2 separate regions of the Rattus norvegicus genome follow, and region 2 is linked to region 1. Evidence: chromatin contacts called from public Hi-C data. All regions are on one chromosome and are shown on one strand. The core of a region is the stretch at or near the end of the contact, and the rest is flanking DNA. Distances in the headings are between cores, read along the strand shown. Region 1 holds the start of Vipr2 (vasoactive intestinal peptide receptor 2). Region 2 has its middle 81 kb from the start of Dync2i1.

The links. Hi-C and Micro-C count contacts between places; a contact is called where the count stands out from the background.
Region 2: a Hi-C map of the A7r5 cell line shows a contact between it and region 1, with 2.3 times the contacts expected there. The contact joins the enhancer-like site here to the promoter of Vipr2 in region 1. A contact is called at or near these places in 3 of 12 Hi-C or Micro-C datasets (the A7r5 cell line, the Rat2 cell line and hepatocytes).

Annotation. Positions count from the first base shown.
Region 1 is chr6:143,143,095-143,145,794 of GRCr8, reverse strand. Vipr2 (vasoactive intestinal peptide receptor 2) reads right to left here and starts at 1,272. Exons shown (of 13, transcript NM_017238.2): 1 at 1,111-1,272. The coding sequence starts at 1,158.
Region 2 is chr6:143,249,228-143,251,927 of GRCr8, reverse strand. No RefSeq gene overlaps it. Among named protein-coding and RNA genes, the nearest start is that of Dync2i1, 81 kb to the left of the region's middle. Within about 2 kb of position 1,252, at least 2 of the 93 cell types and tissues checked have an H3K27ac peak or open chromatin away from gene starts, as enhancers often do. A contact at or near this core is called in the A7r5 cell line, where this site is marked.

The DNA.
Region 1 (2,700 bases), core at 23-2,522:
TAATGGAATCAAAGGACAAAACTCTAGGTTGGATTTTCTGCCACGTTCACTTCATTTAAAGACCACCCGAGACGCCTTGGATTTACCAGTTACACAATCACCAAAATGCAGAGATCAAGCAACAGCAACTCACTGGTCTAAATTTCAGAACTGATGGGATCATAACTTAAGGTGCTAAAGGCCTGCGATCTCTGACATTCCTGGAACATGGGGAACAATGAAATCTGGGGACATCTGAAAGGTTAAAGTGAATGGAATCCCGAGGCTTCACCAGCATCGTTGTGAAGCTTCCCTCAGCTGCCCGTGGGGGCGGAGAAGATATGCTCCAGAAAACTGAAATTTCATCAACAATGATGGATTTCCTTAAACAACGCCTCCCCTCTTGCTGCACACGCTTAGCTTGGTTGGCTCCCTCAGCCGGAGGCCTAGATGTGTGTGGAGACCTTGAGCTCCACAGGGATGCAGTTCTCAGAGCAGAGAAGGAAACGTAAGAAGTAAGGCTAAACCCTTCTTTTCTTTCCTAAAAAAGGTTTTCAAATAAAGAATAGAGCTCCCGAGAACCACATAAAACCAGTGCAACCCATGTAGCAAACTTCTGTTCAGGGGTTCCTTTGGCTTTCTTAGAAGAAAAAACCGAGTATTTCCAAAAGGAAACTTTCTTAGTCACAGCATTTTCCCCTCTGTCACATACTAAACAAACACACCGACCGGGAGATGGAAAGAGAAATATTTAACCACAGAGTAACAGCAGTTTCCCTCGGAAGCAAAGCCAGAGCAGGTGGCCCAGACAGCGGCCACTCTTTTTTGCAGGGTTCTAGGGATGTCCCCAACTCCAGGGACACTGCCAGACCAGGACCCAGGTCGTCCCGGGAGCCGGGGTCGAGGAGAACCTGGACCCCACTTCTGGCGAACCCGGGACGGCGGTGAGACTAGGAAAAGTGCCAGTGAGTCCAGCAGTCCAGGGATCGGTAAGGCTTCAGTAGGACGCATTCTGCTCTGGACTGTCTCCGCTGGCCCCACGCTCTGCCCGCTCCTGCTGGACTCCGGAGGTGAGCCCAGCGGTCCACTGCAGGATGCGCCTCCTCGGGAAGGGGGCGCGGGTTCACTCACCCGCACCAGCAACCAGCAGTAGCAGGTCAGCACCACCGACGCCCTCATCCTGGGCTCAGCGTGCCGCCTCGGTCCTTGGCGCCCTCAGCAGCACCGGCCCCAGCTCGGGGCCTCCCAGCGCGGATTTCCTCAGTCTCGCGCCTATCGCCCTCTCTGCCTTCCAGTTAGCAAGTCCCGGCCCCGCCCCTCGGCCCAGTCCCCGCCTCGCGTCCCTTCTCCTTTTTGCAGAGCCTCTCCCTGGCACTTAGTCCACCAGATCTCTGTCCAAGCATCCCTCCCTCCACCCCTGCTTCTCCCAGTAGTGCAAGGACCTGGGCCTCACTCCGACCCCCTCCTGGCTTGGGTACTTCCCTTGTCAGCCCTGCTCTCTCGCGCTCCTTCCTCCCGGGCTCCCTTGCTAACTGAGCTGGACTGCCTCTCTCCTGTGCGACCCCACTGTGGGCTGCCATGCCTTTGGAGAGTTGGAGGTTCAAGTAAGGAGATGTTTACCTATGAAGGGTGTCGCTCAGTCCCAGGTAAAGAAACTTGAACGCTGAGGAGACATCTGGCACTAACTTCCTGTGCAGAGCCTGTTATGCAGCTCAAGGAAGAACTGGGTGTGAGCAGAGAGAAAAGAGAAAGCTCTTGTAAGATTTCCCCTGAAGAGCTCAAGGCCAAGTTGAACAGAAAGCAGAAACTACATCAAGGCAAAAGTGGGTCTGCCCATTGGCACCCCAAACCCTCAGGTGTCACGTGTGTGGCCCACTGTACACTTGACTTGCAGGGACGCTGCCACTGCTCCGCTGTGGTTTGCCCCTCGACAGACTAGTCTAGGGAAGAGCAGAAAGCTACCCAGCAGACAATAGCACTAGATTAAGTAAGGCAGGCAAGTTTTAAACTTCTTATTCTGATATAATTTCAAAGTCAGAAATCTAAAGCAGTACAGTACGTATCCTTTACACTTTGGGGTGTCTACCTGCCTGTTAGCTTTCTCCCCATTGAGTTCATCATGTGCTCCATGACATCATGGTCCTATGTAACCGAGGACCTAGGTTTCTGTCTGTTGCCTGTCATCCTTCCATCATCTGTGCATCTGTCTGTGTCTGTCCATCAGACATTATGGAGGAGAAGGTCTGGGCACTAGGTTTGCAGCTTGGGGCCAGGAAGCCTGGGCTCTGGCTCTGTCCACGACTCCTCTTCCAGCCAGTGAACCCAATCCACCTGCACATTTGTAAGTCACGACAGTGACCCCCGCCCTTCCATCCCAGAGGGTTACAATTAGAATTAGGAGAGCTGATACACATGAATAGCTGTGAGGGATACATTCTAAAATCCCTGTTGGATGTTATAGGTCAAACCTGGGTGAGATGCCAGGGCTCCACCCACAGCAATGGCATATGCGGTGAGATGGAGTGATAGTTCTGACAAGGATGAGATACAGACAAAGGGAGATGAGAGGGGCTTGTTCTTCCTGGAGTATCCCAGGGGAGCAAAGGACCCAACGAGGTTGGTCACCAGCGGAGGTGAAGGTTCCCCAGATAAGACGTTAGGAAGATGACATCCACATCATCGCTGTGGCAGCTCAGGAAGTGAGAACAGATGCCCTGACAT
Region 2 (2,700 bases), core at 3-2,502, 110 kb before region 1:
GAGCCTCGGTAGGGTAGTATTAAGCTTGCAGACAAACCCCGACTGCTAGAGGGTGGCAGAAAATAAACCAGAACCAGAAAGTCAGAACCGAGAACTAGTGAGCTGCAATGCACAGAAGACCATAGTGCCCTGAAAGGGCAGAGGGACGGAGGGACAGAAATGGCATGATCTATTCCCACCCTGCCCCCACCTGCTGGGGCTGGTCACTCTCTGCTCCCTCCCAGGAGAAAACTACCAAGAAAGCTCCTAAAGAGAAGCCTTTTAAAGACATCTCCCTACTTCTGGGCTAATGTTTGTTGTTTTCTCAGAAACAGCAAGCCTGGATTCATTTTTTCACTAATAAGTAGATTTCTTGTTTATGACCATGGGACAAATGTACTTGTAGATTTGTTCTGTTTGTCTATCTATCTATCTATCTATCTATCTATCTATCTATCTATCTATCTATCATCTACCCATCCAAGGTAAATAACCACATCTAACCACAGACTGAACTGTCCTTCAGAATACATAGAATAAAGCTTACTTTTATCCAGTTCTCATCCATTCTGGGAACAGCGCCAATGTTTTATATGGGGAAATTGCGTTTAAACTACCTGACATTTCAGAAGGACATAGACATAGAGCAAAACATCCCATGGAGGTTAGAGATTCAGGGCTGAGGTCAGATTTCCATTGTGTCGTACTTATCCCTTAACCCTTCAATGCCCTTAAACCATTCTCTTTAGAACAAGGGATTTGGAAGAAGATGAGGAAAAAAAGCCAGGATGGGTGATCTCACTTGGCTCATGGGTTCCTTTCAGGTTCCAAGAGAAAGGAAAGTGAGTTTTGTCTTTGAGGAAGGAAAATTAGACTGGTTGTTCACCTTCCATTAGACACTAGAAAGAAAGAACTAAGACCAAAGTCTTGGGTTTAGCTACAAGTGAAGGAAAACTTGTCAGGTACTCATAAATTAAGCTCACAGATAAATTAGGATTCAGTCTTTTCCATACTTATATACACATCACACGTATGTACATTTTCAACCACATATGTAAGTCCATATAAGGGGAATAAGTGTAATTATCACTGAGCAGGGAGCAGGGCACAGATATAAGAAAATAACTGTACTCTCTCACAGGATTTATTTCTGTCAATGCTACCTTCACGGAGGATCAGCTACAGGCTGGAATAGCTAAGGGCACTCTCCTTTGTAAGAACTGACATGAGGATGGATTGATGACTCAGTCGGGAAAGCCCTTGCCACATGAGCACTCACATAACAAGCTGGGCACAGAGGTAAGCAATGAAAGCTGTGGTCAAACACGGGTAGGAGACTGAGAGCCTGGTGGCAGAGACACAAGATTTCCAGTGTTCACATAACATTTCCCTCAAAGCACAAAGCATTCCTGAAGACAGCCCTGACAGTTTATTATTTGGGTACAGAATTATTGGCACCTTCTGAGTAGAAAATTGGAAATAGGGCTGTAGACAGCCGATGACCCTCAGGCGACTACATGTTTAGCAGTGTGACTAAGCTGTCGCCTAGTGACCAGCACTGGAACTGTAACTCCACACTCCTCGTAGCAGCTGAACTGATTCATGGCGAGATCTGTGGCTTTGTGGACACAGATGCCTTGTATATACATAACCACAAACAAGTTATTCAGAATCTCTGACACCCAGATTCCCAGTCCCCTGACAGTTTCAACTACACACTTGATGTGGTTTGAGGGTTCTATTCTTCTCTGGTTGGCCTTGCTTCATTGGTAGTAGTATTTTACTTCCTATAAGTAGTAGGAATTCTTTCTATGAGCTAGCCATCTTTTATAAAGACATTTTCATGTGGAAGAACTAAAGAGTCCATATTTCCCAGGCTTAGCCATATGCTGAGTTAGCCTTACTTTCTGGACCATGTTTTACCTTGTCCAGTAGTATACAGAAAAATACATGCTTACTTACCTTTGATCAAAGAAAATGTGTTGGGAGGGGAAGACATTCTGAGTGGTTACATGTTATTGACATGGACATAGCCATGTTAAGAACCCTAGTGTCTCAGACCCATAGAGATGGTGAAGCCTTCTTTCTAGTCCAAGTATGAATTTGACAAGTGATTAACCTTTGACTAAAACTAGTTGTCTTAGTTAAGGTTTTACTGCTGTGAGCAGACACCATGACCAAGACAACTCTTATAAGGACAACATCTAATTGTGGCTAACTTATAGGTTCAGAGGTTCAAATTCTATTATCATCAAGGTGGGAGCATGGCAGCATCTAGGCAGGCATGGTGCAGGCAGAGCTGAGAGTTCTACATCTTCACCTGAAGGGAGCTAGTGGAAGACTGACTTCCAAGTAGCTAGAATGAGAAACTTACAACCTACACTCACAGTGACACACCTACTCTAACAGGGCCACAGACCTCCTAATAGTGCCACTCCCTGGACCAAGCGTATACAAACCATCACACTAGTGTAGACAGAAATGAAGAACCACGGCTTCTTTCTCCAGGATGACTGCAACTTGAAACTGCTTCCCTACAGAGGCCTCCTGTTAGCCAATCCTCTCCTCATCCTTCAGCTGTATACAATAAACCCATGTCCTCTTCAGCAGTATTAATAAGTGTGCAGAGTTTCTGGGCTGCTGATCATCAGAGCATACAGGGCACCGGAACCCAGTGTTTTCGTCCGTGTGTCTGTCCATTCTTCCTTTCTTCATTACTCC